Regions from separate parts of the Mus musculus genome. Here all the other regions are linked to region 1. Evidence: chromatin contacts called from public HiChIP or PLAC-seq and promoter capture Hi-C data. All regions are on one chromosome and are shown on one strand. Each heading gives the region's core, a stretch centred on a gene start, on an enhancer-like site or on the middle of the called end of the contact. The rest is flanking DNA. Distances are from core to core; before and after follow the strand shown. Region 1 holds the start of Cryzl2 (crystallin zeta like 2). Region 2 holds the start of Soat1 (sterol O-acyltransferase 1). Region 3 holds the start of Tor3a (torsin family 3, member A). Region 4 holds the start of Angptl1 (angiopoietin-like 1). Region 5 holds the start of Ralgps2 (Ral GEF with PH domain and SH3 binding motif 2).

Region 1 (4,841 bases), core at 755-3,254:
AACTCCCTCCTCCATCCCCGTTGCTATGGATCAAGCTCAGGGCCTTACAGTCTAGGTTGGTGCTCTACTCTGGAGTTACACTACAGGCTTAAGGATGACCATTTGGTGGTGACATGGATTTCTCCACTATTCCTATCTTTCCTTTTTTTCACATTGCTGGAGATTGAACCCAGGGCCTCTAGTTTGCCAGGGTGAGCACCATAGCACTGAGCTACATCTCCAGGTCCCAAGTTCATCTTACATGCTTGGTTTATATGCCGTTTACAGAGTGCTTTCCTGCCTGTCTCATTGGAGCCATGGGTTTTTTAAAAGAAATCATCTCCCATTGTAGACATTGCTTCCCTTCGGTTGTTTGTATGTGGAGCTGAAAATTCCCAACGGGTACGATTATGATGACAGCGCCTACTGCACACCTGAGGGGCTTATTTGTTCTTGGGTTCCTCAGCCCTCAAAGCCTTTAGGTCATAAACTCAGAAATGCATCCTTCCTTTTCGCTTTACAGTTTCCTCCATTCAATTGCTGTTCGTTCCTGCTCAATGCCTTCTCTTATGGAAGAGTTAATTGAGGGCGAGAACCATTAGGGAGGTGGCCAAAGAGGTGGTAGAACTGGATTTCAACCTGTGGCCTATACCCTCTGGCCAGATGTCTTCCAAAGATGCCATGCTGTCGTTAAATCTATTTATCCAATGATATAGTCTTCCATTCTTTCCAGCATAGCATGTACCTCACATACATTGCTGGCGTATAGTCACTTGCTGTTTTAAATAGGTCAGATAGATCTACATCTAATACTAACGTGTGTGTGTGTGTGTGTGTGTGTACATACATGTACATGGTTCATGTGTAAGGTCAGCATTTGGAGGTTAAAGGACAATTTTTGGGAGTAGGGTCTCTCTTTCTACCATGTGACGTCTGGGGGTTGAATTTAGCTTATCAACCTTGATAGCAAGCACCCTTACCCACTCAGTTATCTTGCCAATGCCAAAGCAATTTTATATACTATTTCATATAGACAGTAGTATTATTTTTGGTTCTTCTAGGGCATACCTGTGCCCCTAAGGCTTATGTCATCACTGAATCACATTTACCAAGGGGTAAACCTTTGGAGCATGAGAGTCATTAAGTTTTGGGCTGACTTTTTATTTATTTTTTTACTAACTAATATTTTAAGACAGGGTTTCTCTATGTAGTCCTGGCTGGCCAGGAACTGGCTATGTAGACTAAGTTGGCCTCAAATTTACCAAGATTTACCTATCTTTGCCTTCTGAGTGATGGGATTAAAGGCATGTGTCATCATGTTAATTTATTTTTATTTTTATCGGAGACAGGTCTTACAATGTAGCTCTGGCTGATTCGAATGTTCAGTTTTCTTGTCTCTGTCTCCTGGGCCCTGGGATTACAGGCGTGTGCCCAGCTGGCTTGTCTTTAATTGGATATTCTCTTTGGATTTGTTCAGGATCAGTTAACACCAGACTATTGGTAACAGTTTAGTTTTTTTTATCATAATTAGTCCTGTGTGAGAAAATTAGTGGCAAGAACTCTAGCAGTTCAAATGTAGACATCAAAGGATTCACCTGTGCATTTTGGACTTCTTTCTTAGAAAGAACCCCAGAACTACTACTGAAATGTTACCAAACACAGATTTAATAGTCTTCCAGGCACACCCTGTAGTTCCAGCACTCAGGAAACAAGAGGCAGGAAGATGACATGTTCTAGGCCAGCCTGGTCAACACTGTGAGAGCTACCTAATGAGACCCTGTCTCAAAGACTCTTAATCTGGGGTGATCGAATCATTTCCCTCATGCTTCCTTTTTGTTTTCCAGAACCAGCGAAGAGATCAAGGGTTGCACACACTGTTTGGTCTAACCCTAGAAGTGGTGTGGGGCTGACAGTCCCCTGCACAGACAGACAAGAGCTCCGCCTGCCGGTCAGGTCACCCGGCCAGAGCAGGCACGTCCTGGGACGCCTTTCCGCTCTCCCCAGAGCTCTTCCTGCCACATGCTGGCCACGCCCCTCGCGACTTCAGCTGGCCATGGCAGCAAGGCTGTGTACGCGTTGCCTCCCTCCGGTGTGGCTCTGCAGGTGCAAGCCCAACTCCCCCCCCCCCCGCCCCCCCCCCGGCCCCCTTACAGACCCCAGGGGTACTGCTGAGAAAACCAGCTCCCTTTTCTTTGTTGCAGGCAAGCCTGGCAGGGCCAAGGCCGGCACTACCGAGCTGCACTCTGCACCGAGTTGAAGCAGCCCCTGACCATTCAAGAGGTGGCTCCCCGCCCCGTCGGGCCACAGGAGGTAGGGTGACAAGCTTGACCCCGGGATGCCTCCTTGTATAGTTCAGAGCCTCTGACTTTCTCGGCCCAGCACTCGTGGGCTTCCTGCTTCGGTCAAAATCCTAGTTCCCAAGCGTAGGGGGCGACCAGAGGCTGGAGCGCACCCACTTTAGGTTGGAAGGTCAAGCCCTTTCAAGGTTCACGGAAAGGCTAGAAATGTCAAGGAAGCCCTCCCTCAAATCTCAAGCATAGGCCTCTCAGAGAGCTCCAGAGCCGTTGCCTTAGAAACTGTGTCTGATTTACACAGGACTTTACATAACAATACAGACAAAAGGACCCTTATCCTTTGCTTAGCCCCTCTTCAGGGTCAGTATCAAATTATGTACGGGTCCCCGAACCATTGCCCCCATCCCAATCTATCTCATGAAGAATACAAGCCTGGGCTCCTCTTATGTCCTGCTGTAATTTGGGATGAGATCCTTTTCCTGCCAGGAAATGTGGAAGTCACCTTGGCCTTGCCTGTTGACCACTTTGGTGACAGCGTGTGACACATATGTAGTAGAGAATGACAATTTGAAACAGGGTGGAGTACGCAAGAGTATCTTCATGTTAGGGGTCGCTCATGAGAGGCAGAGATGCAGCTACAGTTGTAAAGGTCACCCAAATGGGGCCTGTGGTTAAAACAGATTATTGGAAGAGAGGGTGATCACAGCCATTCAACTTCCCTCATCTTGAGTCATTCATTTCTGGGATAACACCATGTCATCCAGGCTGGAACTGAACTTACAGTCTTCTTGTGTCAGTCTCCGGAGTGCAGAAATGCCTCCCTACTCTTGGCTAAGTTGTTTTTAAACCAAGGTGGAGTGTCTTGAGGACAGTGGACATGCTATCCACCAGTCAATAAGTACTCCAGTTTTTGGATGCGGAGGCATGGGCTCCCCAGTTTTGCTGTTTGCATTGTAAGGAGCTAGCTTCTGAGAGTGTTTTTATGTTATTTTTCTTTGCCTTTAAATCCCTGGAGTTTGCAACGGGCCCTGGCATGTGGCACATACTTAAAGAACTGAGAAATGAATGATTTTGATAGATAAAGAATGGCTTCTAACCAACCCGCCACCTCTCCAGTAAACGTAAACACGTAGAGCACATTGATCTGGGATTCCAGCTGGCACCTTTTGGGATCCCCACCCTTGTGGGCTGCATTCTCTGATGAGCACCAGAGTTCTCTGGGCCTGTTCAGACAGGTTGCTGAGCCTCTCCTATCTTCCCATGTATGAGTCAGTATGGGGTGTGGCCTCAAAGTTGGAACTTCTTTTTTTTTTTTTTTTTTTTAAGACAAGAGTCTCATTATGTATCCCTAGCTGGCCTGGAACTCATAGAAATCTGCCCATCTCTGTCTTCTCAGTGCTGTCGTTAAGGGCAAACTTCACCCCAACACAAGGTGAAGTTTGAATTTCTAACCAAATCGCAGATGATGCCAGTGATGATGGTCCTGGACCCACCACCTTTTGAAACTCACTGGCTCCTCAAAAGGTCTAGAGTAGTGGTTCTCAGCTATGGATTGTGACCCCTTTAGGGGTTGGATGACTGTATTAGTCAGGGTTCTCTAGAGTCACAGAACTTATGGACAGTCTCTAGATAGTAAAGGAATTTATTGATGACTTACAGTCGGCAGCCCAATTCCCAACAATTGTTCAGTCGCAGCTGTGAATGGAAGTCCAAGGATCTAGCAGTTACTCAGTCTCACACAGCAAGCAGGCGAAGGAGCCAGAGCTAGACTCCCTTCTTCCAATGTCCTTATATTGTTTCCAACAGAAGGTGTAGCCCAGATTAAAGGTGTGTTCCACCACACCTTTAATCCCAGATCAAAGGTGTAGCCCAGATTAAAGGTGTGTTCCTTAAACTCGGAGATTTAATCTTCTGGAATCCATAGCCACTATGGCTCAAGATCTCCTAACCAAGATCCAGATAAGGATCTCCAAGCCTCCAGATAAGGGTCACTGGTGAGCCTTTCAATTCTGGATTGTAGTTCATTCCAAATATAGTCAAGTTGACAACCAGGAATAGCCACTACAGATGACCCTTTCACAGGGGTCCCATCTCAGATACCTTGCATACCAAGGCATTTACCTTACAACTCATGACAGTAGCAAATTGCGGTTATGAAGTAGCAATGAAAATAATTTTATGGTTGGGGCTCACCACCACATGAGGAACTGTGTTAAATGGTCGCAGCATTAGGAAGGTTGAAAACCACTGCTCTAGAGAAACTGCTGGCCATGTGGTTGTAGTTCTACCTCAGTGATGACTTTGTCAAGAGCATAGAAGACAGGGATCTAGGCTGTCCTCCCGGGTTCGAGCTACTCAAATTCCAGCATATTGCCTTTGCTCAGACAACGCCGCAACCCCCTGCTTAGTGGCGTTCTGTTGTTCCCAGTATGAAGGACCTTCCTCAGTTCAGACCTACAAATCTCAGTGTAGTGTGGAGCTCTCACTCCTTGTCGCTCTCTCCTCTTCCAGTTCTAGACTTGCTAGTTTTTCTTTTGTCCCTCACGCAGGGCATCTGCACACGCCATA
Region 2 (4,841 bases), core at 1,378-3,877, 980 kb before region 1:
TAGTGGGTAGAAATGCTTGCCACACAAGCATGACATCCCAAATCCAATTCCTGGAAGCCACATAAAGGTAGAGGGAGAAAACCAACTCCACCAAGTTGTCCTCTGACCTCCACCCTCACTACAGTGACATATGTGTGCCATCCCTACCCAGGGAGCTCCAATCACACACACACACACACAATAGTATTAAAATATACCACACTGATTAGACAAGAATGTAAGAAACCAATCTGTACAGGGAAGTTGTGTAATGTTCTGTGGTAAGCATCTTAACTTGACTCCAGAGGGCAAAAAGAAAGAATTAGAGAAACAAATGAATCGTGTCCCAAAGAAATGTCGACTTTAGCCTCCCGGCAGTTAACAAAGACTTCAAAAGAACCGATAAAGCCGTATCACAAATAAATACTGGGTACCTAGGCAGGTGAGTAACTGCTACACCACCCTGAGGTTTGGCAGAGAAGAAAAACCACTGTGGATAGAGTGTACAATCCAACCCTGAATCCGTGGTACACACCTAGAGTCCTAGCATTTGCGGGGTTGAGGCAGGAGAAGCAGTAATTCAAGATCATTCTCAACTACCCAGTGTTAGAACAGCCTGGGCTCCATGAGATCCTGCCCACAGAAAGAAGGGAAGGACAGGGGGAAGGGAGGGAGGGAGAGAGGGGAGGAAATTAACAGTCCAAAGCATAATGTGTACATTTTTAGGGGGTGTTTTGGTTTGGTTTGGGGGGGGGGTGGGAGAGGCTTTTGTAGGTTTTTTGGTTGGTTGGTTGGTTGGTTGGTTTGGTTTTTCAAGACAAGGTTTCTTCTCTGTATAGCCTGGCTGTCCTTGAACTCACCTGGCAACCCTACAACTTTTTCAAGAAGCTAACAGAACAGGGTCAATTAACAAGACTAAAGAATATGAGTACTTGAGCAAATTTTATATACATCTGAGTTTACTTTACTTACAAATGACTAAATATAACTAGTTATCCAACACGGCGGGGGGGGGACGGACACAATTCTAAGAGTCCTGTCTGACAAATGAAACTTCCATAGGAAACAGGCACTCACTCCTATGTTAAGGCCTAAAGTTAATGTTTTTTCTCAAAGTTCCTTTTTTGACACCCCCCCCACACTCTTATTTAGTTCTATTCCTGCAAGATACTGAGAAGACACAGAAAAGATAGACTAACCTCGTGAAATTCACTATAAAACAAAGCATCTATTTACTACAGATGATTCCTGCTGGTAAGGAGACTTCAGAATGCTAACAGGCTCAGACTGACCAGTGGCTCCCACCGGGAAGTGATCTTTGATTTGAGGAATGCTTAGGGGGCGGCGGAAGAAGGGGAATAAGGCCCCCGGGGAAAATGGTCCAGGAGATAAGAAGCAGCTTTCCAGGCACAAGGAAGGAGAGCTAGAGCCTGAAGAACCCGCCCAGCCTTTAAGATAGCAGGAGCTCAGGCGCCTAGAGCTGGGTCTGAGTCCTGAAAGAACGTGAAACCCCTGACCAGTTCCAAGCACGTGACAAGCTAAGCCGTGTGCTTCTCCACGTTTCCTCTCCTTACTCTTCACAGCATCAGAGCTCTTCGCAAGCCCCACTCCTGTGCCGCCTGAGCTGGCTTTTCAAAAAACCAAGTCATTTATATTTCCCAGTTGAAAGCAAACAAAAGAAAAAGAAGTATTCAAGTTGGATTCTGCATTCTTGAAGAAGGCAAGAAGTTTGGGGGGGCGGGGGAGACACAGTGGCAACTACTTAAGTATTACAGTGACCAAGGAGTTTTATATAAAATGCAGAGACTGGAGCTTACAACAATGTCTCCTCCCAAAAAACCGCTGAATATATATATTGCTTAAGTTACGTGTCTATTAGCACTTAAGATCAAAGACAGACACTTAATCCCCCCCCACCCCCCCGCTACTTAAAAACAGAATATGAGCTTGAAACAGGTTTTTCCCTGGCCCATATAGAGTCTGGTGCCTGGTAGTGCCATCTTTCCCTTCATATATATATACATTTCCTCCGCCCACATCAAAAAAAAAAAAAAAAGAAAATAAGAAAAAAAAAGAAAGAAAGAAAGAAAGAAAGCTGATTTCCTGAGCGGTTTTTTTTTTTTTTTAATGTCGCTTTTCAAAGAGTGCAATGACTTCTAATTCTCAACTTTCTTCACTACTGACTGGCTTGAGAGACGCCACATGATTCGGAGGGGACATCAAACCATCACTAATAATGAAAAGGCTGCCAGTCATCGGATGCATTGGATGGCTGCGGGTAACTTTCCCGCTCTCCCCTCCAAACTCAGCGGGACCCTCCCCAGGCAGCAGACAGCGTCCGGGTGGGACAGTCCGGCCCAGGCCAGGCCCGCAGAGCCGGAGCGGCGCCGCCACCGCAGTCCCCTTCTTCTCGGGCTCAGGGTGGACCTGGTCAGGAAAGGAGGAGGGGAGCGGAAGCTTGAGGTTACCTGCGAGCGGAGGGCAGCTGCGGCGGTCTAGGCGGTAGGCTGGGCGGCCGCAGGACGGTCGGAGACTAGGATGTCCCTTCGCCGGCCCGCTACGCCGCCAGCCGGGCTACGGAGGAAGATAAAGCGCAGGCCCCCACCCCCGTTCTCCGCCCCAACCTCCCAGCCCGCGGCTGCGTCACGCGCATCGCCCCGAGCTCCGGGATGCCATTGGTGGTCCTGCGGCGTCCGGCAACGCCCACTGCCACGCCCCCTCCCATATCTAGGGTACCCACTGGGCTTCTCTAGCTACCTGGCTTTCTGGCTCCACCCCAACTCTCCTCCAGTGTGGCTACGAGGAGGCCAAGTCAACTTCCTTAGAGTTTGAAAAGGCAGCCTGCGAGATGGGACAAGGCGGAGTCTGATACTGACCGTTAAGGAATAAGACAGAAGCAGTGGCAAAAAAACCTGTCATAAGTTGCTTTGTGGTCTAAATTCTACTTGACTCAGTCTGTCCTTCAACAACACACAACTTAGATAAGACAGAAGTGAGTCACTTGAAATTATGGGACAATCAAGTAATTTAAAAAGCATCCTTGGGAACTAAATAATCAAAAAAAAAAAAAAAAGATACAGATAGATTTAGGACATAGGTAAAGAAAGCAGATTAGGCCTTGGATTTCTCAAAAGCAAAGATGTGAATGAATTTAGGGTAAAGGTGGGTAAAAGAGAAAATTAAACAGACTGGAGAGATACTGTCGGCCTGCAAAACAGTGTCAGCTAAACTGGCTTCGTTAATCTTTCAGTCAGTCCCTAATCTGTCCAGCTGACCATTCCTTTCCTAGTCAAATACCCTAAACAATGCCTGAGGCTTGCATGAATTGCCTGCTCTGGAGATCTTTCACAAAAGGAGTTCCCCTGTTAGCCCATAGCAGGCAACACTGCTCGCCTTAGAGCAGCTGGGCTCTGCACAGGTGTGCCCAGTTTTTGCCCTCTCTGGGACAACTGTGTTTAATGGTTCTGTCAACAGTTTGGTGATAGCATTTGGAAGCACTCAACTGCCTTTGCTTCCACCTCCTCCTATCCCACCAGTTAGAACATTTGGGACTAAAAATTCACTTCTATTGGGACTCTTGGTAGAGACACTTGCCTATTCACTGTTCCATTTAGTCAGTTAAAAATAAAAATACAGAGCTGGTATACAGCTCCTGAGCTTGGTGATGCACATATTTAATCCCAGCAGCTGGGAGGCAGAGGCAGGTGGATCTCTGTGATTTGGAAGCCAGCCTGGTCCACATAGTGAGTTCCAAGACAGCCAGGGCTTTGCAAAGAGACCCTGTAGGTAAATAGGTAGGTAGGTAGGTAGGTAGGTAGGTAGGTAGGGTAGATAGAAAGGAAGAAAGAAAGAAAGAAAGAAAGAAAGAAAGAAAGAAAGAAAGAAAGAAAGAAAGAAAGAAAGAAAGAAAGGAAGGAAGGAAGGAAGGAAGGAAGATAGAAAGAAGATGAAGTAGGAAGAACAGAAGTTCAATTTTGCAGGCCGACAGTGTCTCTCCAGTCCGTTTAGCTTTCTCTTTCACCCACCTTTACCCTAAATTCACTCATATCTTTGCTTTTGAGAAGTCCAAGGCCTAAACTGCTTTATCTATGTCCTAAATCAATCCAAATCATCTTTTGATTATTTAGTCCCAAGGACACTTTTTAAATGACTTGAATGTCCCGTTACTTCAAGGCACGAGTCAAGGCACAACCATGAATTAAAACAGAAGCAGCCACCGGGAGAAAAATAAGACAATTGCAAGTAGTGATAAGTGTTAGGAAAAAAATAGAGAGTGGTCAGGAAAAGATGCGAAAGAATGCCATGATTAATTTTAAAGGTTTCCCAGGTTGTCATAAAAGAACACAGAGAGTTGGATGACATGAATTGCATATGATTAACCACTTACGTTTTGTAAAGACAGAGGAAAGGCTGATTTTTCTGAGGTAGTCTGAACTAAGACCCAAATAAGGAAGAATTAGCAATCCCAGCCACAGGCAGGAAGAACAGTGAGTGGGATGAGCCTGGTCCTGAAGGGCTCTGGCTGCTCTGAGGCGCAGGAGGCTGGAGCACACTTGGGGGGAGGGTAGAGCACACAGAGGTTGGAGCCTTGAGCAGGAGCCCAATCCTGCTGTTTGGATTCTTTTTCATAAGTTCAAAGGGAAGAAGATAAAGGGTTCCTGGGGGAGGAAGGGAATTAAACCAAGGCCTCACTGTGAAGCCCTCTAACTCATTCATCCACCTGCCTCAGCTGGTATTGAAGGGAGTGGGGGTGGGGGTGGAGAAACACCACAGCCAACCTGGGCTTTGTTGTTTTTGTGTATGTGTTTTCTTGTTTGTTTTCATCTATTTTTTTTCTTTTCTTTTTTTTTTTTTTTTTACCT
Region 3 (4,841 bases), core at 1,018-3,517, 780 kb before region 1:
CAGGCTGTGTGAGATTCTGACTCAGTCGCTGCAGAATTTTTAGCACAGGGCCTGGTACATAGTGGAGCCAACAGAGATGAACAGTTCTTCCTCAGAAGATGCCCTTCCTGGCTGGAGAGATGGCTCAGCGGTTAAGAGCACTGACTGATCTTCTGAAGGTCCTGAGTTCAAATCCCAGCAACCACATGGTGGCTCACAACCATCTATAATGAGATCTGACACCCTTTTCTGGTGTATTTGAAGACAGCTACAGTGTACTTACATATAATAAATAAATATTTAAAAAGGAAAAAAGATGTCCTTCAGGTATGAGTATAGGGACATCTTCAGAACAGAGGATGACCAGGGCATAACCTGCACCTTACAGTGTCTCCTGCCAGCTGTCTTAGTTGGGTATGAGATGTTCATGGTTCCCATAGATACCAATAAACTCTGTACCTTTAAACTAAAGCTAGCCAGGCAGTGGTGGCACACACCTTTGATCCCAGCAATTGGGAGGCAGAAGCAGGGGGATTTCAGAGTTGAAGGCCAGCCTGGTCTACAGAGTGAGTTCCAGGACAGCCAGGGCTACACAGAGAAATCCTGTCTTTAAATAAATAAATAAATAAATAAATAAATAAATAAACTAAAGATAAAAAAAAATTGGGAGCACCACGACTGGGGTTGGGAGTAAGGTAAGGGCCTCTTGCTCTTGATTAAGTGTTAGCATTCTGTCTAAACGCCAACCTACACTTGCCTGGCAACAGCCTCGTATGCTCCTCCCCACAAAGGCCTGACCCTTTGTAAAAGGGGCTGCTTACCCCTCCTCCCTTACTTACTCTTGCTTCCCGCTTGCTTCTCTCTTGGGCTCTTCGCTTCCCCCTTCCCTTCCCCCTCTCTCCACGTGCTCAAGGCCGGCCTCTCCGTCTCTGTCTCTCTCTCCTTCCTCTGCCTCTACTACCCTCTTAACTCCCCTTTCTTCCCCTGCTGGCCCTTCAGCGGGAAGGGATGCCTTGGCATGGGCCCACTGAGGCACCCCCTTTCCATACCTCCCCACAACCCCATAGAACATATCTTAAACTTCTTAATCTTTTTATAAACAAATCACTAAGTATCTCCATACTCTAAAAAACAAACAAACAAAACAAACAACAAAAACCCAGGAGGGCTGAGGGATGAAGTACTTGCCTGGCTCTCCTGAGGACTAGTATTTTGAAAACAGCCACATAGCAAGTATTTGGGCACTTTTCCTAGTTGGTATAATGTAACATCCGCTAAGGGCACTATCAGTGCTGCTGTTTTGTCGTCCCTATTGTTGGAGAGTGTCCTTTCTGGAAATCGTGGAGTTCAAAGTCTTGTCAGAGAGGTCCTCAAATAATTGCAGACCCGTGAGGGGTAGGTTTCTCACCAGTCGCTTCTCCATACTCACCAACCCCCTCCCCCAGATACCTGAACCCTGAAAATCACGTCAGCTCCAACCTGTCAAGTTGTTGGAGATCCTGCAATCGCCGCCGCCGCTGCAGCAGTCCTGAAAGCGACAGAGCCATGCAGTGAGCACATCCAGCGACCGCCGGCCCCACAGAGGAAGGCTCCAGCCTGGAAAGGAAATGCTATGAGATGGCAAGATAGGGACAAGAGAGACAGTCCTGAGGTTTCTCAGTGTGACAGCGCCCAAACCAGAGTTCAGGTCCCAACTCACAGCCAGGTTCCCTCGTACGCCCCAGCGCTTCCTCTCTAAGCCTTAGAAGTGAAAGTATCTGGGGTTGGGACAATCACCAAGTATGTCTACAAACGGCTTTCCTTAAACCATCATCAATAAAGCGAGCAAGAATGGGGAGGCTTGAGTGTCTAGAGAAATCAGGGCAGGTGAGGGGCGGCAGAGCAGCCAGACCTTTAGTTGTCCCTAGGGGCTGCACCTAGAGTCGTGCGGAGGTGGGGTGCAGTGACCAGGCCCCTGATGCAGGCCTGCAGTACGCAGTGCTTAAGAGTGAGACTGGCAGGTGAGCGAGGGGTCGGCGGCGGGGACCGCTCTTACCCAGAGGCGGCACGGGGGTCTCCTGGTCTTCACAGTGATCGGGCCACAAGGTGCAGCTGAAAAGCTCCCAGTACCGTTTGGAGAGGGCACCGGCCTTCCTCAGCTGCTCCTTCAGGCCTTTGACGCTCGGCCAAGGGGTGGGCTCGTCGGCCTCCTGGCCCTGCGCTCCCGGGGGGCGCAGCGGCAGGAGCAGCAGCAACCAGAGAGCGCCAAGAAACATGACCGGAGCGAGCGCTTCCGCCTCCAAGAGTCCCGGGACCCAGGACTCATCGACACCCACCAGCCGGCGCGGCCCAGGATTGGCGTCGCCGTGGTGACCGCTCCGCCCTCGCAGAGGCTGACTGAGCAACCCATCCTAATGGAACCAAGTTTCGATTCAGACCAGAGACCCATCCGAAATGAAACTCAAACTGGTGTCCCGGACTGCAGGAATCCTGAGCCCCTGTCTGCCCCTCGGGATGCAGGCTATTCTGGGGCATGCCTGTGGCCTCAAGTGGCCACGAAATGGCCACTGCCAGCCATTCAGCTGCGCCTCCCACATAAGAACCCCTTTTGGTGCCCTGCCCTCGTAGGTCAGCTTTCTGCCAACAGGAGGGTGATGAAACCGTCTGAGCAGGGAGCGTTTTTTTGTTGTCAGGGGAGTCAGCTGGGTGCAGAAGCAGTCCGAAGAGTGTGAGCAGTGGAGAGCTGGGTGGCCTGGTCCTCTAAAGAGGAAAATGAAACAGTAGAGAGCAGTGAGCAGCAGCAGGCTTTCATGGATGCCAGTCTAGCAGAAGCAAGAAGTAGGGTAGGATGGTATTTGAGTTCGGGAAAACCCCGGGTTAAGAGGAAATTGTATCATGTGAGAATTACAGATGTTAGGCTAAGTACTTGCCCACGCATAGCTAGGTTTTAAAACCTGATCAGATGCACCAGGAGGCAGAGGCAGAGGCAGGCACAGCTCTCTGAGTTCAAAGCTAGCCTTGTCTACATACTGAGTGCCAAGCCAGCTACAGTTACATAGTGAGACCCTGTCAATATTTAGAAAACACCAAAAACTCAGGCTTGGTTCCCAGCTTGGCATCAGGAGGAAGGTGGTGGAAATTAGAAGTGAGCCCTAGTGGAGGTCTTTGGGTTACTGGGGTGGGGGCATGTTCTTGAAAGAGAATTGTGGGTGAGCAGTTTTGTTCTACCAATTGCTCCCGCCACGATGCACTCTGCCCACCTTTCCCAGAGGTCTGTAAGTAGTGAACTTGACCTTCAAGGTTATGAACCAAATAAACTGTTTCTTTGATAACTCTCGGGTGCTTGCCAAGGTGGCAGGAAACTGACCCACTTCTTTACACTTAGTTGTAAATAAATAAATAAAATAAATAAATAAAATTTGTAAATAAGTAAAATAAATATCTGAGCATGCATGACAGTCTAACATACTATGGGTTTTTGTTATTGTTTGGATTTTTTGTTTGCCTGTTTTGTTTTCGAGACAAGGTTTCTCTGTGTAGCCCTGGCTGTCCTAGAACTCACTTGGTAGACCAGTTCACTTTGAACTGATTGCTATGTTGGGTGAGAGACAGCAGAAATCAGTCTTCTATGTGGATATCCAGTTTATCAGCACCATTTGTTAAAGAGGCTGTTCTTTTCTAGATGTATGCATTTTATATCTTTGTAAAATAATTAAATGGCTATGCTTGTATAGTTTAAACAAAGCAATAAAAAAATCTTGAGGTGGGGGCTGGTGAGGTGGCTCAGCGGTTAAGATCACTGACTGCTCTTCCGAAGGTCCTGAGTTCAAATCCCAGCAACCACATGGTGGCTTACAACCATCCGTAATGAGATCTGATGCCATCTTCTGGTGTGTCTGAAGACAGCTACAGTATACATACATTAAATAAATAAATAAATCTTTTTGTTGTTGTTTATTTGTTTGGGTTTCTTGTTTTTGTTTTTTTTGGTTTTTTTGTTTTTTTGTTTTTTCGAGACAGGGTTTCTCTGTATAGCCCTGGCTGTCCTGGAACTCACTTTGTAGACCAGGCTGGCCTCGAACTCAGAAATCCACCTGCCTCTACCTCCCAAGTGCTGGGATTAAAGGTGTGCGCCACCACGCCCAGCAATAAATAAATCTTTAAAAAAAAAATCTTGAGGTAAAGGTTTCACCAAGAAGTCGGCCCCACAATGAAACAACAACCGGATTGTACACCGGGGTTTGGATCAGTCTCTAAGTATTTCTGTAAATTCGTCACATCCCATTCTTGTGGGACTAGTGGATGTAAACATCAGGAAGAGCGCGTGGGCCATGGGGACACCTAGAGGCCACTGTGGGAATTACAGGAAGCCGTGAGGGCTCGCCAACTAGTCAAGCAGTCTAAAGATCCAAGGCATTGCCTAAGAACTTGTCCGTAAACGCAGAACTTGAAGTGTAGATCTCTAAGTTCGAGGCCAGCTCTGGTCTACAGAGCGAGTTCCTCCAAGAAAGCAAGGACTACACAGAGAAACCCTGTCTCAAAACCCAAAACAACAAACATGTTTAAAGTCTCACGCCATTTCAAGTTTGCTCTGCTCTGTGCTTGTGGTTGAAAGTATGAAGACGAAGTGGGCAGGATCCTGAGCTAGCAAACAGAACTTGACAGCTTCGGCCATGCTACTCTGGCTTTAGGACCCAGGGGAGTCCTGCATGGACACCTGGACAAGCTGGTACAGAAAAGCTTGGACTGGGTTGGAGATCCCAAGATGTTGGAGATGCCAAAGCCCCTGGGATGCCTGCCAAGGGGAGCTACTGAGAGTGTGAACCACGCGATTGTTAGAGTCTAACAACAGAATTTGAAGTCTTCCCTGCTGGATTTCTTTT
Region 4 (4,841 bases), core at 1,167-3,666, 620 kb before region 1:
ACTCTACAGCGCACTCTCTGTAGTTCCTTAGTTCTGCTTTTCAGGATTTTCCACAGAACTCATCTCCATGTTTAATTTTCCATGAAACAAGCCAAATCAAGTGTTATGTGGTCCTAAAATCTGTCACTCCAATTTTTGAAAAATGATGGTTAGTAACAGAAATTGTTCAAGTAAGAAAGCTAAATAACTCTCAAACTTAAAGCTCAGAGGAACCATCTCCCATCTCCCAATCCGACTAGTAGTAGTGAATGAAAACACCACTCAGTAACTGTGGGACACAAACCAGAGCTTAGAAGCTACTATCTTATCTGTCCCCGTGAAAATCTGAAAAGGGTCCAGGAAAACTCCAATCACTTGCTTTCCCTAAAAAAAAAAAAAAAAAACAGAACCCAGAATAGATGGCAACAAACAGTACAGCCTCATAGACCCTCATGGCTGTTGACATAGTAACCACCAATAACCATCAGCATTTTCCTGTTAAGATTCTAGTTGGCTTATTTATTATTTAAAGTTTACAGCCCCTTATATATTTAAATATGACAGAGGCGTTCTAAGAAATACTTCTACAAAAGTGGTAACAACCTCGTCCAGTAAGTAAAGGATACAGGTCCTACAAGACAACTGGAAGGAGTTAAGGCAGTGAGGGGGGTGAAAGCACACAGCGTGTGTAGCATGAGAAGCCCCAAGGCCTCATTCAGCAACTAGGATGCCAAGAAAGCGATGCTTTTGAGTGAGAGTTAAAAACTCAGGTTCTACTTATCATTGAGCATTAAGCCAAGCTATTGAAGATGTTGAAATTCGGGTTTCCTTAGCTATTGAATTACTAAATATTTGTTTCATGAAAAAAATAGTTATTCAAGACTTACTCTTTTGCTCTTTTGGAACCTATTTTTATAGTAGAAAAGGCTGGGCCAGAGGACATGATGATTCATCTTCAGTTCACAGTCAATGGGGAGTCAACGATCCTTTGGGTTTTCTTTTTTTCTTTTAATTCAGGGTTGTGTTTGTTTTTAAATGATACCAATCAACTAACAACAACAACAACAACAACCACCACCTTATTTTGACAATTGACACTGAATTGACTAGTTTTAACTCATCTTGACACAAGCTAGAGGAGGAAGCCTCAACTGAAAATGCCTCCATGAGATCCAGCTGAGGGCAAGCCTGGAGGAAATTTTCTTAGTGATTGATGTGAAAGGGCCCAGTCACCCCTGAGCTGGTGGTCCTATGGCTGGGTGCTATAAAGCAGGCTGAGCAAGCCAGTAAGTAGCACTCCTCCATGGCCTCTGCCTTAGCTCCTGCCTCCAGGTTCCTCCCCTGTTTGAGTTCCTATCCTGACTTCCTTTGGTGATGAACAGTGATGTAGAAGTGTAAGCCAAATCAACCTTTTCCTAAGTTGTCTTTGGTCATGGTGTTTCTTCACAGCAACAGCAACCCTAGCTAGGACAGGAGGCATAATTTTATAGGCAAGTATATTACCTATCACAGAACTTAAGATCAGAAAAAGCATCAATTATGTATTACAGAATTTAAGATTTTTCTTTCACCAGATTTACCAGTTTCCCTTGTTTTAGGTGACTACATATAAAAACAAGGGGTGTGTGTGTGTGTGTGAGTCAGGTTCTCACTAGCCCTGGCTGGTCTGCAGTGTGTGCATGTGTGTGCGTGTGTGTGTGTTTCTTCAGTCAGATTCTCACTTATTAGCCCTGGCTGGCCTGGAGCTCACTGTGTATTCCAGGCTGGCCTCAAGTTCATAGGGATTCAACTGCCTTCCGAGTGCTGAGATTAAAGGTCAAGCTAATAAAAGCAATTTTCTCTTAAACATTACACAATTACTTACAATTTTAAGCGTCCCGGAGGCTGTCAGAATAGCACTGTTAGGTGGCTGCTTCTGGGGAAAGTCTAGCTCCTTACAGCCTGCAGCTACTTCTAAAGTGGATTTCTTTTCTTTTCTTTTCTTTTCTTTTCTTTTCTTTTCTTTTCTTTTCTTTTCTTCCTTTCTCTCTCTCTCTCTCTCTCTCTCTCTCTCTCTTCCAACTCAAAAGCTCTGTGGCAGGCAGACTAAAATGTTTATTTTATAATTGCCTGCTGAACTATGATAGCCTGTTTCCAGATGGTGCCCTTCCTTCAACCTGCACACAATCTCTCCTTGTTAGAGCTATTCAGCCTCCTGCTGATCCAGCTCCCCCAGCCCCACCTCGGCAGCGAGAGGAAATCCTAAGGAGGAGGTTCCTACCCCCTCTCCTGGCTCCAGCTCTTTTCTAATGACGTAATATGTGGGCTGAACTTGAGTCTACTGAGAACGAGAGGGAATCACTCTTCGGACTGTGTGGACAGTCTGTCAGCTGCGGCTGGTTTCTGCACATTTCCATGCAGCAGACAGCACAGGCACAGAACCTTCTCTGCTGCATTAGAGAAGTCCACAGATAGCCCCAAGTTACATAGGTGGCCCAGCAAACTCAGTCCATTAGTGCTGTGAAAAGAAGTTCCTTACTCCTTGGATTCACCGGTCAGAGCAAAAAACGCAGTTACCTCTGAAGTAAAGCCGAACAAACTTCTACACTGATCTCAGAGAGCAAGGGCAAGGACGCACGTTCACGGACTCGCTTTTTTCAACAGACAACAAAGGTATTTTAATATTTCTCTTAGATTTATTCAAAATTCTATGTCAAATGCATCATTGTCCTTTGTACTAGAAAGTAAGAGATTTCTCAGGGAACTTTAGAAGATGCTGCCAATTTGTATCTGAAGGTTTTGTTTTGCATCTTTCTGTAAAAATAGTCATGAAGTGCTTCATATGTGACTACAGATTGAGACATACATGCTGGGTTCTAAACACAAATGCTCTAGTGACATTACAAAATTTTACAAGTAACTCAGTAAATGCCTAAGGCTTACACAGCGAAGGATGTAGGATAAAGGAAACAACTGTGAGCGCGGTGAGTTTCTCTTCTGAACACTGGTGTGTGTGTAAAGACGTGCACCAACTACTGCGATTTTCAAAGTATGGCTACAAAACAAAGCTAAGAGCTGGTCAGCTGAATGCTTGCAACAGAATCTCAGTTACAACTGAACAAAACTCTTCTGAGTCTTTGTTAATCTATGTTATTTCTTGTTATGATTAATCATTTTAAACAATTTCCTACAACAGAAATTTCATTTCAGCAACAGATTAAAGCTGGAAATTCCTTGGAAAAGTAATATTGATACAAACAATAATTAAAACCTCCTTCAAGGTCAGGATTGAGACCTGTCAGGGTCACCAGGATTAAGCATATGAACTCAGAAAATGTCAGTACTGAAGAAAAACTGGCAAGGCCAAAAGCCTGTTTTAAAAAAATAAAAATAAAATAACCTTCCTAACTGTCCCTAAGAGGCAGGAGCATGCCCTCAACATTCTATTGGGGGGCTTGGTTAGTCATGAGAATTATGAAATTGCTACTCACCAACAGCAAGCTTTAACACCAAAGACAGCAAGCGGTTATGGTGGGAGGATTCCCTGACTTTTAATCTTTAGTGGTAGGAATTTTCAACAAACAAATAATAGTAATGTTCAGATTTTGTTTTTTCAACTTTGCTTAAACATTAAAACTCTCAACTCTGAGCTCTGTTAAATACGTATTTTACAGGAGAGTCTGTAAAATCTCGAAATCATACTCCATCTGAAACACCATCATCTCCGTGGCTCCTGCCACGATGAAAGCAAGTCTCACTCACCTATGCAGGCATTTCACAGAGCGAATGCACGTGTGTGTCTGTGTGCGTGCGAACGAATCACAAATGATCACGTCTGTCTATTTTGGGGACATTTCCAGGGCTATTCTTAGGAAGGTCTTCCACCTGGCCAGTCAGTGCTCCTCAGCTAACTTCAATGCCTTTGGCTTCTCTCAGTGCAGGGTACAGCCAAAGGGAAGGGAAGGGAAGGGAAGGCAGCTTTTATCCTCCTTATAGCTGGCAATACAGTACAGAGAAATACTACTAAGAATATGAATATAAGTGCACAAGCTTTTTTACCCCTTTTCTAAAACCCACCAGGCAAAGGCGCAGTTCAAACTTGAGTGACTGTAACTAATTTTCCACATTCCCCTGAGACCTAGGAGAAACCCAACATAAATAGGAAGGGTTACGAGGTGACATATCTATGGCGCTTTCACTGAACATACGTGGGAAACATTAAATAAGAAAGTATTTTTAGACAATGTGAGAGTGAACAAATTTTAAAAATCAATTCTTCGCTTATATCTAGTCTACTACTTAAAGATGTCTCTTAACTCCAATTAAAGAGACAATGCGCTCATCACTGATGGAACAAGGAAGCAAAGAACAAACAGCGACCGGAAGGAGCTTTGAACACCATCTTAAATCTTATGATTGATTTTACGAACCATAGTGACTCAAGGCAGAGTAGACCAACACCCCAAATATTCCTCAAGCTTTTAATTTAAAAGTTCCCTTGTTTTGGTAGCTTATTTCATTCTAGAAAGTATTTAAATAATTTTATGAGTCAAGTCTTCAGTACTGACATTTCCTGAGTTCATACTATTAATCCTGGTGACCCTGATACTTCCTTTCTGTCCTATTATTAAAATAAGACAAGGAGAGTTAGGAGAAATGATATATATTTGCCCAGAGGCTAATGGCTTTTTACCTTATTTTACTGTTCTGTTTCTTTGTTTTGATAAAACTACAGTTAAATTCCAAGAATTTCCTGTAAATATAACTCCAAATATACCATCAGTTTTAGTACAGGTAACTCTTGGAGAGTAAGAGATGCTCTGTGAGAAACAGTGATTCCTCAGGTTTGTATTTCCTGGTGTCAGAAGGCACAACACAGAACA
Region 5 (4,841 bases), core at 799-3,298, 520 kb before region 1:
GCCCACTGATGACTTTATCTCCATCACAGCACGTGTGCGTTTGTGCGCTGCAGCATCCCCTCCACACCCATCAGGACACAGCGGGACGCGGAGATACTCTGTGTGTTTAGAAGAATTGACCCTCTGGACAAGAGCTTAAAAGGAGCTTTTGATCCCAACTCCTCATAGGCAGAGTCAGGCAGATCTCAGCCAGTTAGAAGCCAGCCTGGTCTATGTAGTGAATTCCACCGACAGCTAGAGCTACATAGTGAGGCTCTGCCTCAAAAAAAAAAAAAAAAAAAAAAAAGTTTCAAGTTGCAATCAAATTATTATTACCAACAAAGCCATCTTTCACCAAAGGCAACCACTGCCCCAATTTTAATTGTAAGCTCGTTTTTAAAATGCACACAAATTGCATTCATTACTCACACATGTCTGGTTCATAGCTATCTTTTAAATTTTATTTTCTCTCAGAATTTTTGGGTGTATCCTCCCTGATACTGTAATATCAAAAAGTATACTAGGATCTTGACACACAAGCAGATCTTTCAACTTCTGCTGCAATCTGGTGAATAAAAGATAGAGAACAGTATTTGCAGAAAAAGTCAAATTCCTGAAATCAATGCATGGTGAGATAGAATGGACTGGGTTTTACTATTTTAAAATTACTATGCCAGAATTTAAGCTCAAATAACTATACTTAAACCATTCATGGGAACTCTAATAGACACATTTAATATATACATGTGGCTAAGACAAGCAATTTTCCACATTTTTGAAGCTTCATGACTACACACATTCAGTAGAGGTTATTATTATTAAAATAATACTGTTTGGTTACAAATCCCACTCCTGCAGTAACAGTATTACACTTACTACATTTATGATGCTACAGCCCGAACAATCATATCTGGGTGGGACAGGCTTTTACAGTTTGCAAGTTAACGAACTGTGGCACTGCGGTACTCTCTCATGCAAGGAATGAAAAGTTCCACAAAATTCGAATGGTCATCTTCAAAGACACACGACCTCGAGTACACCGGATGGTAAACATTACATAAACAACGCCAAAGTCAACTCATAAACAAACACCAACACCGAAACAAAGCTCTATAGCTACTTCAGCGTACTAAGACGGGGTGTGGGGGTGGGGAGGGGATGCAGAGCACCTACGAGGAAAGGCTCAATTAACTGCCGCCCGTGCTTTCATCCTCCGATCTTAAACAAAAGACGCTGGATGCTTTCGGTGGAGAGCGCTTTCTGCAGAGGGATTTGGGGTTGCAAACGCCCCTCCTCCACGGCCACCAACAGGCCCCTTTCTTCCTCCTCCCTCACCCCTCCCAGCTCAAACAAATTAACATTCGCACTAAGGTACCTCCTATCAGCTCGCAGCTTCTTCCCAAACACGCCCACGCACCCTGAAACCCGCCTGCGTCTACACCGCACACGGCGGCAGGAAAAGCGCTTCGAGGGGGGCGGGGAGCCGCGGCGGCAGCGCACAGGTCCGGGCTCCCTTCCAGGTCAGCTCCCCATCGCCTCCCCGAGCCCGGTGTTTACGAGCCCGCCTAAGCCCACACAGCAAAGGAATCCCAGGCGCTGCGGGCAGCTAGCGCGGCGGTGCGGGACCCCCCTCCGTGTCCGCACGCGGCCTCCGCCGCCGCGGCGCCGCTCACCCCGCGCTCCGCGGGCGGTTCGGCCCCGCAACAGGTCACCCGCCTCGGCTCGGTGACGGGGGTGCAGGCGCCCCGGCCGAGAGGGGGTGTGGCTGGCGCGGCGGGGCCCGGCCCCGGCTCACCTGAGAGGCTGAGGCGACGCCGGGGCCTCCGCCACCGCGGGACCGCGAGCGACCCGCAGCCCGCCCTCCCGCGCCGCGCACCGCGGCCGCCGCCGCCATTGCCCGCGCCTCCCCACACGCCCGCACGCCACGCCGACCTGTGCAGCCGCGGCCGTCGCCTCCGCTTCGCCCGCGGCTCCGAGGCAATCGCTCGCCCAACCGAGCAGTCGGCGTCTCTCATTCAGCGCCTGCCGCCGGCGCTCGGGGGAGGGGAGTGCGCTGGATCCACCCCGGCCGCGCAGGGGGCGCGCGCCGGGCGGGCGGGGCGGAGCGGCGCGCGCACCAACCGAGCGCGCTCGCGCGGCCGGGAACGCCGGGTCGCCGGGGTCTCGGCGCAGTCTGCGGGCGCCGGGCTATGCCCCCCGAGGCCAACTGCCGCCCCGTACCGGTGTCCGAGGCGCGTGCCCCAGCCGCAGGCGCAGCACCGGCCGCAAGGACGAGCCGCAGGGTTCAGGACGGACAGGTGGGGCCCCGCGGCTGCTCCCCGCACGGGTCTCGTTGGCGCCTGGGACGCGGGCGTTGCTCCCCGCTCGGGCCAGAGGACAAAAGTCTGGAAACGCTTGGCCCCCAGATCAAATACCCAGCCCGTGAGGGCGGCGTCCTTAGGAGTCGTGGCGGACAAGTGGAGGGGGACTGCAAATGTGAAGAGTCACCCCACAGCCGTGGGATCTTAAATGATGGAGTCTGCACTCTAGCACATCATCATGCCGGAAGTGTTGGGTCGGCCTCTAGGTGTTAAGCAGGGTGGCTGCCGGTGGTTTAAGGAGCAAATAACAATATTTGGGATCCCCTAGTCCCGGATTGATGAGTTTCAGGTGGACTGTATTTTCACGCCATTGCGGGAACGTGATTCTAAAAGGTGAAATTTTTCCTGTGAATGAAAGGGAATAGAAGGGTGTTGTTTCTTGGGGTGCACCTAGGTGGCCTACTTAAACTTAGCACCATTTGATGCAGTGTGACTTAGTGGAAGGTTTTCAGTGAGCCACCTTGGTGTAATCATTAGGTCATTCGGGAATAGATGCGATCCTTTTCTAGGCAATGTGCAGTGGAGGGTGGAGGGACAGTTCTATAGCAGCACTGAGTGTAGATTGTGAAGGGACCAAATTCGTTTTGATTTCCTTTTTCCCTATAATAACTAATCAAAACAGTGGATTCTTTTATGCAGAAGAAAGTTAAACACTGTCCCTTTTGACCACTGTTCCCTTCTGTGGAGAAGGTAGAAGAACGCTCCTTCATCCCCTTGGTTAAAACATGCCCATGCAAAAGTAGGTGGAAGATAAAAACGAAGCAAGGAAAAGCGATAAAGCCCAGTGCTGGTTTTTTATTCCGTTTTAAGTTGGAAGTCTCTCCAATAGATGCACAGAAACCAAAAAGAAGAAAAGCCTGTCAGAAATCTTCAACTGAGCGTAGACTAATGAAAAGGGGGCGGGGCTAAGGAACACTAGTGACCAAAAGGCTCCAGGAGAATTACTTAGATGCAGTTTTCACTTCGATGCTGTTTGCTTCAAGTCCCAAAGAAACAACAGACAAACTGAAGTAACAGTTGGGAGGGGGAACCCTTTGAGTCACTGAGTAAATGATTGATCTTTCTTTCCCCAAGTTAGTAAGAGATTAAGGGAAAGGTGGATGGCTATGTGCCAACAACAATACATTCAAAGATAGATAGATACATACATAGATACATAGATACATAGATAGAGATACGTGTGTGTGTGTGTGTGTGTGTGTGTGCGTGTGTGTGTAATTGTCCCAAGTTATTAACTGCTTTTAAAGTAGGAAAAAATAAGGAGCCTCGGGGAATTTCATTTGGTATAAATGTCTTGCAGCCACTTGAGTTGGAGCTTCATAAAAACAAAGATCCCAGGTCCCCACATCTGCCAGTAATTTTCACAGTTTACTGTAAAAGCAATAAAATTTTCACTCCGGCTTTGAAGAGAAAAGGCCCAAGAGTTCATGGATTTATACCGGAGATTCCTATGCCTACAGAATGTCTGAATTTGGAATAAATCACTCAAAATGGGTCGCTCATGTTGACAGCCTGCAAAACCACACTTTTATTACTCTTAAGAGCTCAGGATTTTCTAAACTTGATAAGGTTAAGAATTTCTGTATGAAAATACATTAAAAAAAAAAAAAAAAAAACTTGGGAGAAGCTGAGATGATGACTTAAGAGGCAAAGGTGATAACCTGGCAGGCCTGAGGATCAGAGTTCAGTCCCTACATGATGAATATAAAGCTAGATGTGGCAAGCCTGTAATCCTGAAATCCTGCAAGGAAATGGGAGGTGGGAACAGCAGATTGGCTGGAAGCTCTTGGGCCAGTTAGCCTGGGATGTACAACTGTGCAACTGGTCTCAGCAGAAATGAGAGAGACCCTGCCTCAATCAGGTGGAAATTGAGAGCTGCCCTCTCCCCACAAGCTATGGCCTGGGTGCCCACATGTGCACACACAAAAAGAGAAGCTGGGTGTGGTACTCGATTTGTAATCCCTGGGCTCAGGTGGCTGAGATAGGAGGACTGTCTTCTTTTCCAGGCCAGCCTGGGCTACAGTAGAAGATCCTAGCTCCAAAAACCAAAAGGATAGAAAATAGCTTATCTACTTATGTTTTTGTTGTTGTTTATAACCCTTGAGTTATTTCTCAAAGTCTGTTCCCCATCCATTTATATGTAAATGAAGCAATGACTATTTGCAACGCATATTCTTTACCAGAGCATTATTTTTTTGTAATTCTGTAAGTTGCTCTATGAGAGCCATTTGCTTTTGCCAAAAGAGAGGAAATATGCAGAATCTTAGAACAAAAAATGCTAATAGATATAACAGAAACGCTCTTATATAAAATAGAAGTCGATAACAATTCAATACACTTAAATGTCATTTCAGGGGAGTCGCCATTGTGTAACTGTTTTATTACTGTGCTTTGCTTCCAAAGGGTAAGCCAAGGGACCCATTTAGATAGAGAATTAGCACATCAAAGGCAAAACACAACTGCAGCAAAAAGATCAACAAACGATGTATCTTATTGTCAAAA

Evidence for each region. Promoter capture Hi-C pulls out the DNA fragments that hold promoters and counts their contacts. HiChIP or PLAC-seq counts read pairs in DNA pulled down with a chosen protein or histone mark. Capture Hi-C pulls out chosen DNA fragments and counts their contacts.
Region 2: a contact with region 1 is called in a FOXA1 HiChIP or PLAC-seq map of pancreatic cancer cells. The contact joins the promoter of Soat1 here to the promoter of Cryzl2 in region 1. A contact is called at or near these places in 1 of 39 promoter capture datasets (pre-B cells) and 1 of 115 datasets of contacts at active chromatin or transcription factors (pancreatic cancer cells).
Region 3: a contact with region 1 is called in a promoter capture Hi-C map of pancreatic islet. The contact joins the promoter of Tor3a here to the promoter of Cryzl2 in region 1. A contact is called at or near these places in 1 of 39 promoter capture datasets (frontonasal cranial neural crest), 2 of 115 datasets of contacts at active chromatin or transcription factors (embryonic stem cells and pancreatic cancer cells) and 1 of 9 other capture datasets (pancreatic islet).
Region 4: a contact with region 1 is called in a promoter capture Hi-C map of stem cell-derived epiblast-like cells, with 4 times the contacts expected there. The contact joins the promoter of Angptl1 here to the promoter of Cryzl2 in region 1. A contact is called at or near these places in 3 of 39 promoter capture datasets (liver and stem cell-derived epiblast-like cells) and 1 of 9 other capture datasets (liver).
Region 5: a contact with region 1 is called in a promoter capture Hi-C map of liver, with 2.1 times the contacts expected there. The contact joins the promoter of Ralgps2 here to the promoter of Cryzl2 in region 1. A contact is called at or near these places in 6 of 39 promoter capture datasets (the 3T3-L1 cell line, embryonic stem cells, liver and 1 more), 4 of 484 Hi-C or Micro-C datasets (cardiomyocytes, cerebral cortex, granulocyte-monocyte progenitors and 1 more), 4 of 115 datasets of contacts at active chromatin or transcription factors (embryonic stem cells, microglia, pancreatic cancer cells and 1 more) and 3 of 9 other capture datasets (adipose tissue, embryonic stem cells and liver).

Annotation. Positions count from the first base shown.
Region 1 is chr1:157,456,564-157,461,404 of GRCm38.p6, forward strand. Cryzl2 (crystallin zeta like 2) reads left to right here and starts at 2,005. Exons shown (of 10, transcript NM_001033284.2): 1 at 2,005-2,082; 2 at 2,181-2,289. The coding sequence starts at 2,033.
Region 2 is chr1:156,471,701-156,476,541 of GRCm38.p6, forward strand. Soat1 (sterol O-acyltransferase 1) reads right to left here and starts at 2,628. Exons shown (of 16, transcript NM_009230.3): 1 at 2,448-2,628.
Region 3 is chr1:156,672,072-156,676,912 of GRCm38.p6, forward strand. Tor3a (torsin family 3, member A) reads right to left here and starts at 2,268. Exons shown (of 6, transcript NM_023141.2): 1 at 2,015-2,268; 2 at 1,459-1,575. The coding sequence starts at 2,234.
Region 4 is chr1:156,836,607-156,841,447 of GRCm38.p6, forward strand. Angptl1 (angiopoietin-like 1) reads left to right here and starts at 2,417. Exons shown (of 5, transcript NM_028333.2): 1 at 2,417-2,631. All of the region lies in intron 8 of Ralgps2 (Ral GEF with PH domain and SH3 binding motif 2), which reads right to left.
Region 5 is chr1:156,937,578-156,942,418 of GRCm38.p6, forward strand. Ralgps2 (Ral GEF with PH domain and SH3 binding motif 2) reads right to left here and starts at 2,049. Exons shown (of 19, transcript NM_001159967.1): 1 at 1,912-2,049. It overlaps 4930439D14Rik (a long non-coding RNA gene), which reads left to right and starts at 1,217. Exons shown (of 2, transcript XR_003948625.1): 1 at 1,217-1,481; 2 at 1,550-2,618.